2 separate regions of the Pan troglodytes genome follow, and region 2 is linked to region 1. The links are chromatin contacts, called in public HiChIP or PLAC-seq maps. All regions are on one chromosome and are shown on one strand. Each heading gives the region's core, a stretch centred on a gene start, on an enhancer-like site or on the middle of the called end of the contact. The rest is flanking DNA. Distances are from core to core; before and after follow the strand shown. Region 1 holds the start of RNPS1 (RNA binding protein with serine rich domain 1). Region 2 holds the start of CCNF (cyclin F).

Region 1 (4,503 bases), core at 307-2,806:
GTTGTATCTCCACGTCCGGAGGCTCCTTCCCCCACAGACACTTGTCTCCAAAGTTACACGTAATTTCTGAACTCTCAGCTGGGTTCCTGCACCCACCCGCCTTCGGATCACCTGCAGCAGCACTGTCCAATAGAAACCGTGTGAGGAGCCACAAGCATCACCTGAAATTCCTTAGCAGCCACGTCACAAAAATGGGTGAAATTAATTTTTAACATTTGACACATCCAAAATATTATCTTTCCAACATATAATCAACATAAAAATCTAATAAAGGTTTGCTTTTTTCCTAGTCTTCTAAAACTGCTGTGCGTTTTAACATTTCAGTCTTGATGAGCTGTATTTCACATGCTTAGCAGCCACATGTGGCCAATGGCTACTTTGCTGGACAGCACAGACCTAGAGTGGAGGTCACACCCGCAGATTCCAGCCCCACCCCCCCAAGAACTAAAGATCTGCCCGAATGTACTTTGTGAAATCAAACACCACCAGTTATTCTTAAGCACTCCAAACACTAAGAACCACTGAGTAAGCGGACGCCTTGCTGGGTGCAGTCGAGTGCTAGAAAGCAAAAGTTGAGGTTCTCTGTTCACCCAAGTTCAGGTACCGGCTCAGGACCTCGGTTACCTCCCCCATCCTCCGGAAAGGTGCGCGTCCAACAGCCAGAGAGAGGAGAGAACAATTAGTTAAATCTCGAGGAGAGGGCGTTTCGGCACAAATCTTCAGAGCACCTTCCCCATTTAAAAGTACATTTCAGGCACAGTTCATGCGCAATCAAGACAAAAAGCCTACTCCACGTTTCTCCTCCAACAACCTTAACCTTCCCGTATCCGCCCCTCTGGGGTAACCCATCAAACTGAGCTCGGCCACCGTGCTCGGTCCATAGTGGGCCGTATCCCCACGGCCTAGCGCCGATAATTGCACACGGGAGTCCGGGAAACGTTCGCGGAGTACACGTTTGAATTAATGACTCCGAAGGGGGGATCGGCCGACCTTCCACCGCATCCCACAAAGAAACTCCGCGCCCGCCGACACCGGCCCGACACGCCGACCTCGCCGCTTCCCCGTCCGCGTTCACTCACAACTCCCCCGTCCAGGCGCCGGGCCGCGAGCGCTTCCAGGGCAGGGCCTGGCGTTGGGGGCTTGGGTCTCCGGCCCGGCGGGAGGGCCCCAAGGGCGGGGACCGCGCTCCCCGCTGGTCTGAGTCCCGCGGGCCTGGCTGGGCCACCGCCGAGCGGACGAAGCACAGGCGCCCTTCCGTCCGCAGCGGCCCCGACCACTTCCGGGCCACGGCCTCGACACCTCCCACTCCACCCGTCCCGGGCCATACTCTTTCTTCTCGGAGCCCGCACCGCGCTGCCAGGCCACCGCCGCACTGCGGGGCTGAGGAGTGGACCGGCTTCACGATGCGTCCTGCCGGGCCTGCCGAGCAGCCCCCGAAACACGGATGCGGTCGGATTCCGCCCCAACTTACATCTTCCCGCCGCCACCACCTCCTCCTGCTTTCCTCAGCCGCCGAGGCCGGCGCCGCTCTGACGTCAGAGTCAAGGAGCGGGAAGTCGCCGCCGCCCGGCGCGCAGCGATGACGTAAACGCCTGGCCCAATGGGCGCCAGCGAGGAAGCGTTAAAGAGTCAAGGCAGTTTGTGGGAGTCGCGCTGGGGACGTTCAAGGTGTCTCGTAGCCGGTGAAGTCCCTGGGACTGACCGGGCTGGTTGCACGCTTGCTGGAGCGGGCACATGGGTAGCCTGCTGAGCCTGGGAGGGTAGCGCGATGACGGAGGCCCGTCCTCCAGCGCGGAGGGTGTTAACGCGCCCGTGCCCCGCCCCTTTCCTTGCGCGGGCGCACTGGGCCCGCCCGGGCAGACTCCGGCCCCTGTCGCCGGCGGTGGAGGCGGGGCTCCGGGCCGGGCTGTGCGGAGGCCGGCGAGGTGGTAGCACAGGAGGGATTCGCAGGCTCTGCGGCCGTGCGTGGCGGGGCATGGGGGCCCGCAGGGCGGAAGTAGCTCGGAGAGACGGGCTGGGGCAGGGCGTGCGTTCGTGCGGTTAAAATCCACTGGTGGCGTTTGGGGTGTTCCCGTGGACGCGGCCTCCCGGCAGGCGGACCTCCACCGGGTGGGCGCGGCAGGCGGGCTGTGCGGGCAGGAAGAGCGACGAGCTTGAGAGTGGGAGATGGGGTGCAACGGCGGGCCTCTCCGGGGAGGTGACACTGCCGCTGAGACCCAAATGGAAGGGCGCGCCCGGCGGGGGAACAGCAGGCGCCGAGGTTCGCTGGAAGCAGGGAAGGGAGGCCCGGGTACCGGCTCGGAGGCCCGCGCGAGCTTCGCGGCAGCGGCACGGAGCGTGTGAACGGCGCAGCGCCGAGGCTTCATCCATCGGCCCGTGCAGGGTTCGGGCAGGGAGCACTGTCGACCAGGGTCCGACCCTGGGAGAGTCCAGAGGTGGCGCCTCTGGCAGGGACAGAGGAGGGGGTGACGCTGTAGGGGTGCAGGCAGTAGGCTCCGCGTCAACGCCCCACACTGACAGGGCGGATTTTTTTTTTTTTTTTTTTTTTTTTGACAGAGTCTCGCACTGTTGCCCAGGCTGGAGTGCAGCGGCGCGATCTCGGCTCACTGCAACCTCCGCCTCCCGGGTTCAAGCGATTCTCCTGCCTCAGCCTCCCGAGTAGCTGGGATTACAGGCGCACACTACCACACCCGGCTAATTTTTTTGTATTTTTATGGTAGAGACGGGGTTTCACTATGTTGGCCAGACTGGTCGAGAACTCCTGACCTCGTGATCCGCTCCTAGGTTCGCCTTGGCCTCCCAAAGTGCTCGCTCCTAGGCGTCCCAAAGTGCTGGGATTACAGGCGTGAGCCACCGCCCCCAGCCGAGGGCGGGTTTTGTTCTCTGCTGTGCCTGTCAGGCAGTCGTTGCCCTGTGGTTATTTGTGGAGGGATTGACGGTGCGCTGAGCTTCAGACTTTGTCTGAACAGCTTCGTGGCAGCAAGGAAGGGAGAAGGGAACAGATCCAAGCCGATCTTTGGGAGGAGAGAACCAGCATGACTTGGAGACTTTAGATGTCAGAGCAAAGGACAGAGTGCAGCTTGGTGACCCGGAGTGGGTGGGTGGGTGAATGGATGGATAGATAGTGGGGGTGTGGTCTGCCATCACTGCCCTCTTCCCTGTGTGGGAAGCCAGCTCTTGGTGACTTCCTGCCCAGACCCACTCCCTCTGGCTCTGTCCGAGGGTGTCAGGTGTGCCCTTGACCCTTCACCCTGGGCTAAGGGATGTCCAAGGAGTTGGGGACAAAGGCAGCTAGGAGGAGGAGCTACCTCCCGAGTCTGCTGCAGTAAGTCACCAGTGTGTTCCTGTGGGTGGAGGCTGGCAGGCCCATCAGTCTGGTTTGGGTACCCCCGTTGGATTTGGGTTTGATGACATGTAAAGTGAGTTAGATTCTCTGCATTACTGTCACACCTGCTGTGCCCAGGCATGGAAGGTTAAGTGGAACAGAGGGGCCGCCCCCCTGCTGAAGGGGCCCCAGAGTCGGCGCTAGGGGAGGGGGCAGCCTCGGTGGTCCAGGCAGGCACAGGCGGAATTCTCTGAGGTGGCATTGGAGTCCATTGGTCAGAGGTGCTAAAGGGCCCCAAACCTAGAGCCCATGCCCAGGGCCCCACTGACACCTGGTGCGCAGGGGCAGCCTGGTGACCCCACATGACACGGGTGGGCGTGACACAGCACCAGCTGGGCCGACAGCCCTCCCCCTGCTGGTTTTTAATGCTCTGCAGTAATGTCATTTCGCCTGCGAATAAGCTTTCACACATTTTATATTAAATCTACGAGTATGATTTATTCAGGCACTTACGAATTTAATCAAATTTGTTTCTAAATATTACTGATTTTTGTTATCAAATGTGCCATCAGCTGTTGAGCTTTGAGAATTGAGCATCCTGGCTTTTGCCATTTTGAGGATCAGCAGAAGCATGTCTGGAAGAAATGTGAGAAAATAAAACTCAGGAGCCTACCCCCACCCTGCCCTTCCGGGAGCTCAGCCCCAGAGCCAGGCTGCTAAGGCCATGGAGGCTGAGGGCAGTGGAGCTGGGGTTTCTGGAGCCTCAGGGGCCCTGGTTTGCTGGAAGGGCAGGCAGGGCTTCGTGGAGGGCATTAGGCAGTGGCCAGAGCCCTGCAGTGCTGGGCATGGGCTTCTCGTGGGCTCTGGCCACGGCCCTGAGCTCCTCCCCTTACCTTCCCAGAGCTGAGGGTCACCTGCTGAGCTGGGCACTGGCTTCTCGTGGGCTCTGGCCACGGCCCTGAGCTCCTCCCCTTGCCTTCCCAGAGCGGAGGGTCACCTGCTGACAGTTTGGGGTGGCTCTGTCTTTGAGAGCGTGCCCTCATGAAGGCAGAATGTCCTCCCTGCCTCCATCCTCTGTGGCCCAGTGGCTCCTGCAGTGCCTGCCCTCAGAGGCTGGTGGCCTGGGACACAGGGTTGGGGATGGGCTTGGTGGTGCTGCAGGTCACGGTGGGTCATGA
Region 2 (4,969 bases), core at 1,835-4,334, 160 kb after region 1:
CAGAGGGAAATGCTCACCCAAAGCTTGCGCTCTTCCTTCTCTAGAATCCCCTGCCCAGATGGTTTGTCCATCCAGTGCACTCCCTCCCAAGGCAGGCCATGCCGCCCAACGCACCCTGAGATGCGAGATGCAGCAAAGCAGTGGCTCTGCAGAACTTCGGGTAGAGTTTGGATGGGTGCGTGGAGGTTTCCACACATGTGTGCAGATCCCTTGGAAAGCAGGATAGAGCCAGAAACAGAGAGGAGGGTGCCCGTAGGCCGGTGGGGGCTGGCTCCCATGGTCACATGCAAGAGTGAAGCTTCATGGAGACCATGATTCGAAACTCACACCTGGCCTCACAGGTGGTCATGTCACTGTTCTTCTGAAGGAAGGAGGAAATAAATATTGACAAGTTTGCTAGCCTAAGTCGGGATGTTACAATATTTAAATATTTGGATGTGTGGGCTTTCATCCTCTTCCCTGGCTCCTGCAAATTTAGGGCTGCATGTGATCCTATATCCACCCATGAAGTGGACAGCGCCCCACCTCCCACATGGGTAGACTGGCTTAGAGGCAGCCAGTAACTTCCCACATCAACAGACAGGGGAGCCAGGGTTGCACTGGGGCAGAGGTTCTCGCAGTGGGGTCCCAGCAGCAGCAGCACCATCAGGAAACTTGTTAGAAATGTAGGTTCTTGGGCCCCACCCAAAACTTACTGAATCAGAAATGCCTGGGGCAGGGCCAGCAATCCATGTTGCAAGAAGCCCTACAGCAGGTGCTCTGGCGCAGCTCCAGCATGAGAACCACTGAGCAGAGGCCCCATGGGCGCCAGACCATCACACTGTACAGATGCAGATGGATGTGGCCACATGCCTTTGTCATGTACACTCACCTCTCTTCTGAGACGGGCTCCATCCAGCAGCCCTTTCTCTCTCTCTGGAGCTCACTCTGCCCCTTGCCACAGGCCCCTCAGCTCCTCTCTGGGAAGTGCAGATGCTGGTCTCTGCCCCTTCTCAGCCAGGACTCAGGAAAGGGTCATGCACAGGCCTTGCCTATGGTTCCTGCACCCCTTGCCCAGAACAACGGCGTCGCACACCCATGGTCGCCAACCCACCCTCCTCAGTCCTCGTTTCAGGTGACTGCTCCCTGTGATGAAAGCCACTCCCTGGGCTCCCATATCCAGCTCTCATTCCTCCCATGCCCCTCTCTGCCTCCACTGAAGGCCCATCTTCTTCTCTGAATGTGGGATTTATCAGGCTCCCAAGCTACTTCACTTTCCCTTCTCTCCCCTGCCCCTCACTACCCATAACGTTTTCAACCGACACCTCATTCTACCACGAATTTCCCTGAGCTCCTAACAGTTTAGACTTTTCCAACAAGGTCTCACCTTCCTGAAGCCCAGTGGGAAACGGGCCCACACCCTGGAGGAGCCACTTATCACCCCAGGGCAGCCCTGGAGGCTCCCACTGCCAGGGCAGGGTGTGGGGCGAGAGCAGGCATGGCTGCAGTCAAGACAACTCCTGCTCCCTGAAAAAGAAATTTGCCTCTCCATGTTGAAAGGAGAGTGATCAGGACACAAAGCACAGGATAGAGCTAAAGGACAACCTAGGGACCAAGGATGCTGTTCTAGATTCTAGAGGCAGCTGGTGTGGCTAATGTGCTCATGGCTGGCTCTAGTTGATTAATCCCTTCAAGATGCTATGGAAGCTAACCCTGAAAGTGCACCTCTGCCCTAGGGGGAGACAGGTAACAGTGACAAAGTAGGAAACAGTAACCCAGGAGGACAAAAGTGAGATAAGGGGATAAGAAATCTGGGGGCTGAGAACATGGGACATCTGGGGAGCAGGCCCCAAACTCGCTCAGCCTGTTCTCTCTTCACCCTCCTTCACCCGCTTCCTGATTCTGGGACAGGGAATAGTCCCAACTTCCAGACCCTCTCTGGGGCCACGGACTCTTCTGTACCCTGTGCTGTGATCACCTGTTTACTCTGTCTCTTGCCCCAGGCCGGCTGAAGCCTGCACGCCAGGGCTCCTGTCTGTGTGCCCAGGGCAGGCCCAGTACTTGAAGGAGTTCTATGGGGACCCGGAAGGATGGAAGGGTGCAGACTGAGGGAAGCGTGAGGGAGGGGTGGGCAGCCTTGGCCCAGGCCCCTGCCTTCCCCAGGAAAAGCCCCTCTGTCCTCCACCAGACAGTCAGGAGGCTGCGAGTCTTCCCCTTGACAGCCTGTGCCGTAAAAGGGGTGCGGTGTGGCTGACTCCTGAAGGACAGCTCAGATGGGCTCTGCCCAAGACAAGAGTGAGCAGATATGACACTTCCCGCGGCGAGCAGCTCCAGGTAGCAGCCGAGGAGGCCAGACAGGGGGCAGCATCTGGCCAAAGTGATGGGGAGGGCTTGCCCCGGGGCTGGAGCACTGAGGCGTCCAGGGTGCGCCACGTTTCGCGGGAAGAAGGGGTCAGCGTTCCGCGGGGGAGACTTCCAGCGTCAGCTCCGACCTCCTCTTTCTCTACCACGATCCCGGCCAGCATCCCCGCCCAGCAGCGGCTCAGCCACAAACCCAAGGGTCTCCACCTGAAGCAGGCGGCGGAAGGGAAGGCCGTGCAAGCTGGGGGTGAGGGTCGCGGGCCCAGGAGCGACCCCGGGACCCGGGCAGGGCACGGCCTCGTCCTAGAAGCGCCACGTCGGGGCTGTCCTAGGCTGGATCACGGCCGCGACTGCGAGGGACGCCAAGGAGTCCTCTTTCCCCTGGCCGCAGGCGTGCGCCTTCGCAGCCCATCTGGCACCGCAGATGCCGGTCGCCGGGGTCAGCGGCGAAGCCCGGACCCATGCGGCCGGGAGGGGACGCCCACAAACCCCTGCCCGCCGGCCGGGAAGCGCTCCTCCGGGACCCCAGCCCCGTTGGGGAGGCGGGGCGGCCACGCGGGTTCCACCAATCAGCGGCCAATGTTCGAATTCGCGTCCTGGCGCGGCCAATAGCGGGCTCCCGGAGCAGGCGGGGAGGGCGTGTAGGGCGGTAAATGAGGCGAGCACAGGGCGGGACATGGGCGGGGCCGGCGGCGGCCCCCCCGGGCAGGCCAATGGGAGGGCCGGGCGCGTTTGAAAACTGGGGTGGGCGGCGGGGCGGGGTCTGCGCCTGCGCGAGGGCTACGCGCGCTCCGGCCGGGGCGCGGGCGCGCTCTCAGGCGGGCTCCGGCGGCAGCGACGCGAGCGCGGCGATGGGGAGCGGCGGCGGTGAGTGCGGGGCGATGTCCGCTGGTTTCTGCCCCACACCCCTTCTGCCTGCCCTGCGGGGCGGACGGCGGGTCCCGCGGGAGGGGAGGCCCTGGCGGCCTGAAGAGGGCTGGCTGGAGCTCTTTAACCCGGGGCGGATGTCGCGTCCCGCGCAGGGAGCCCCGGCGGCCGGGCGCGCGGTTTAAATGCCCGGCGGGCGCCCGTGCCCCTCGGCGCCTTCCCCCGCGGCGACGTTTTCCGGCCCTTTCCTGGGGCGACGATCGGGTCCCGGGGCAGCGATCCGGCGATCGGGTCCCGGGGCGGCGATCGGGTCCCGGGGAGCCAAACACCAGCGCCTCCTGGTCGGGGAAAGGGCTGCGGAGCGCGTGGGGGCGAAGCGATCCCGCAGCCCGGCCCGGCCCTGACCGAGCCTCAGTCCAGCGGGGCCGTGGACCTAGCTCTGTGGAAAGCAGCGTTCGGCCCCGCGCGCGTTGAGGCACAGGAAACACGAACTGTGGTTTCAGCTATTATCATAGTATCTGTCCTGGAGCCGGAGAATGAGGAATATTTTATGGAGAGGTCTATAGAATCTTTGAGAATTCGTCGCCCTGGAATACGTTTGGCTTTTGCAGCTGATTTAATTGCTAACAGGAAGACCCCGGTCAAGAGAGGGGAGCCGGGAGCAATCGCTAGGAAGTCCTAGCAAGGCGGGGAGGGATTTGGGCCCACAGAGGGGAGTGGCGCTTCCTTTCAGGACTGGAAGGAAGGATGGATAGAAAGGTAGATTTGTAGATGGGGAGGCAGGATCCTGAGGTTCCTGTCTGAGGGCTTCTGTTTCCCTGTGAAATAAGGGCTAATCTGCTTAGAGTGAGGAAGGGGTTGCTGGAGTAGGAGTTGGAAAATCCGGCTGTGGGAAGAGGAGAGAGCACATCTGAGAAGCATGTCTGGGCTGCCTGCCTGGTGGGTGGAATGCCCGTCTCACCTTTAATGATTGCATCTGTACACAAACCTACAGGTCTAGGTTTGTGTTGGGACCTGAGCAACAACCTTACTGCGTAGCTGTCAACTCCGCATTCTACAGTGGAGGGCACACTGAGACTCTGCAGAGCTGAGACTTGGACGCACACTGCCCCGGCCTCCAAGTCTGTGGCTTCTCTCCAGGGCCGACCCTTCTAATTTGGACTTGAAAACCAGACTCTTCAAGCCCACAGATCTTTATTGAACATTATGCACCTTGGTCACGTGTGCAAAAAGCAAAGCTATACAGCAAAGGCCCCAGGAGTTTTCCTGAGAATGAAATGGAAGGAAAACCGTCCTCAGCTTCGGCAGCTTTTTCCCCTTCCTGCCTGTCATGTGGGCTCTGGATCAGAAAGTTTCCCAATAGCCAAGTTACATGATATGCGCTATTTGCCATAAATATTTGTTGAATATTTGAAAATGAATGATCTCTTCTGTAATTTGTGCAATGCCACTCCTTTACATAATCTTTGTTTGGGACAAGAAGCATAGTTCCATCTTTTGTGGCACAGGGAATAGTAACCATTAGATCATCTTCAGATGTAACTTTTATCCTTTTTTTTTTTCCCTTCAAGGGTGTGTATATAGAATAATTTTTCATCTTATCAAGGCTTCTGTCTTTTTTTCCTTCAGTGGTCCACTGTAGGTGTGCCAAGTGTTTCTGTTATCCTACAAAGCGAAGAATAAGGAGGAGGCCCCGAAACCTGACCATCTTGAGTCTCCCCGAAGATGTGCTCTTTCACATCCTGAAGTGGCTTTCTGTAGA

What was found. HiChIP or PLAC-seq counts read pairs in DNA pulled down with a chosen protein or histone mark.
Region 2: a contact with region 1 is called in an H3K4me3 HiChIP or PLAC-seq map of stem cell-derived excitatory neurons, with 2.9 times the contacts expected there. The contact joins the promoter of CCNF here to the promoter of RNPS1 in region 1. A contact is called at or near these places in 3 of 7 Hi-C or Micro-C datasets (induced pluripotent stem cells and stem cell-derived neural progenitor cells) and 1 of 1 datasets of contacts at active chromatin or transcription factors (stem cell-derived excitatory neurons).

What each region holds. Positions count from the first base shown.
Region 1 is chr18:4,880,188-4,884,690 of NHGRI_mPanTro3-v2.0_pri, forward strand. RNPS1 (RNA binding protein with serine rich domain 1) reads right to left here and starts at 1,557. Exons shown (of 8, transcript NM_001279816.1): 1 at 1,472-1,557. It overlaps MIR572 (microRNA mir-572), which reads right to left and starts at 1,297; the gene lies at 1,204-1,297. It overlaps LOC134808728 (a long non-coding RNA gene), which reads left to right and starts at 1,844. Exons shown (of 2, transcript XR_010152233.1): 1 at 1,844-4,503.
Region 2 is chr18:5,038,148-5,043,116 of NHGRI_mPanTro3-v2.0_pri, forward strand. CCNF (cyclin F) reads left to right here and starts at 3,085. Exons shown (of 16, transcript XM_063796476.1): 1 at 3,085-3,207; 2 at 4,837-4,969. LOC467872 (ATP-binding cassette sub-family A member 17-like) reads left to right here. Exons shown (of 16, transcript XM_063797575.1): 16 at 45-1,747.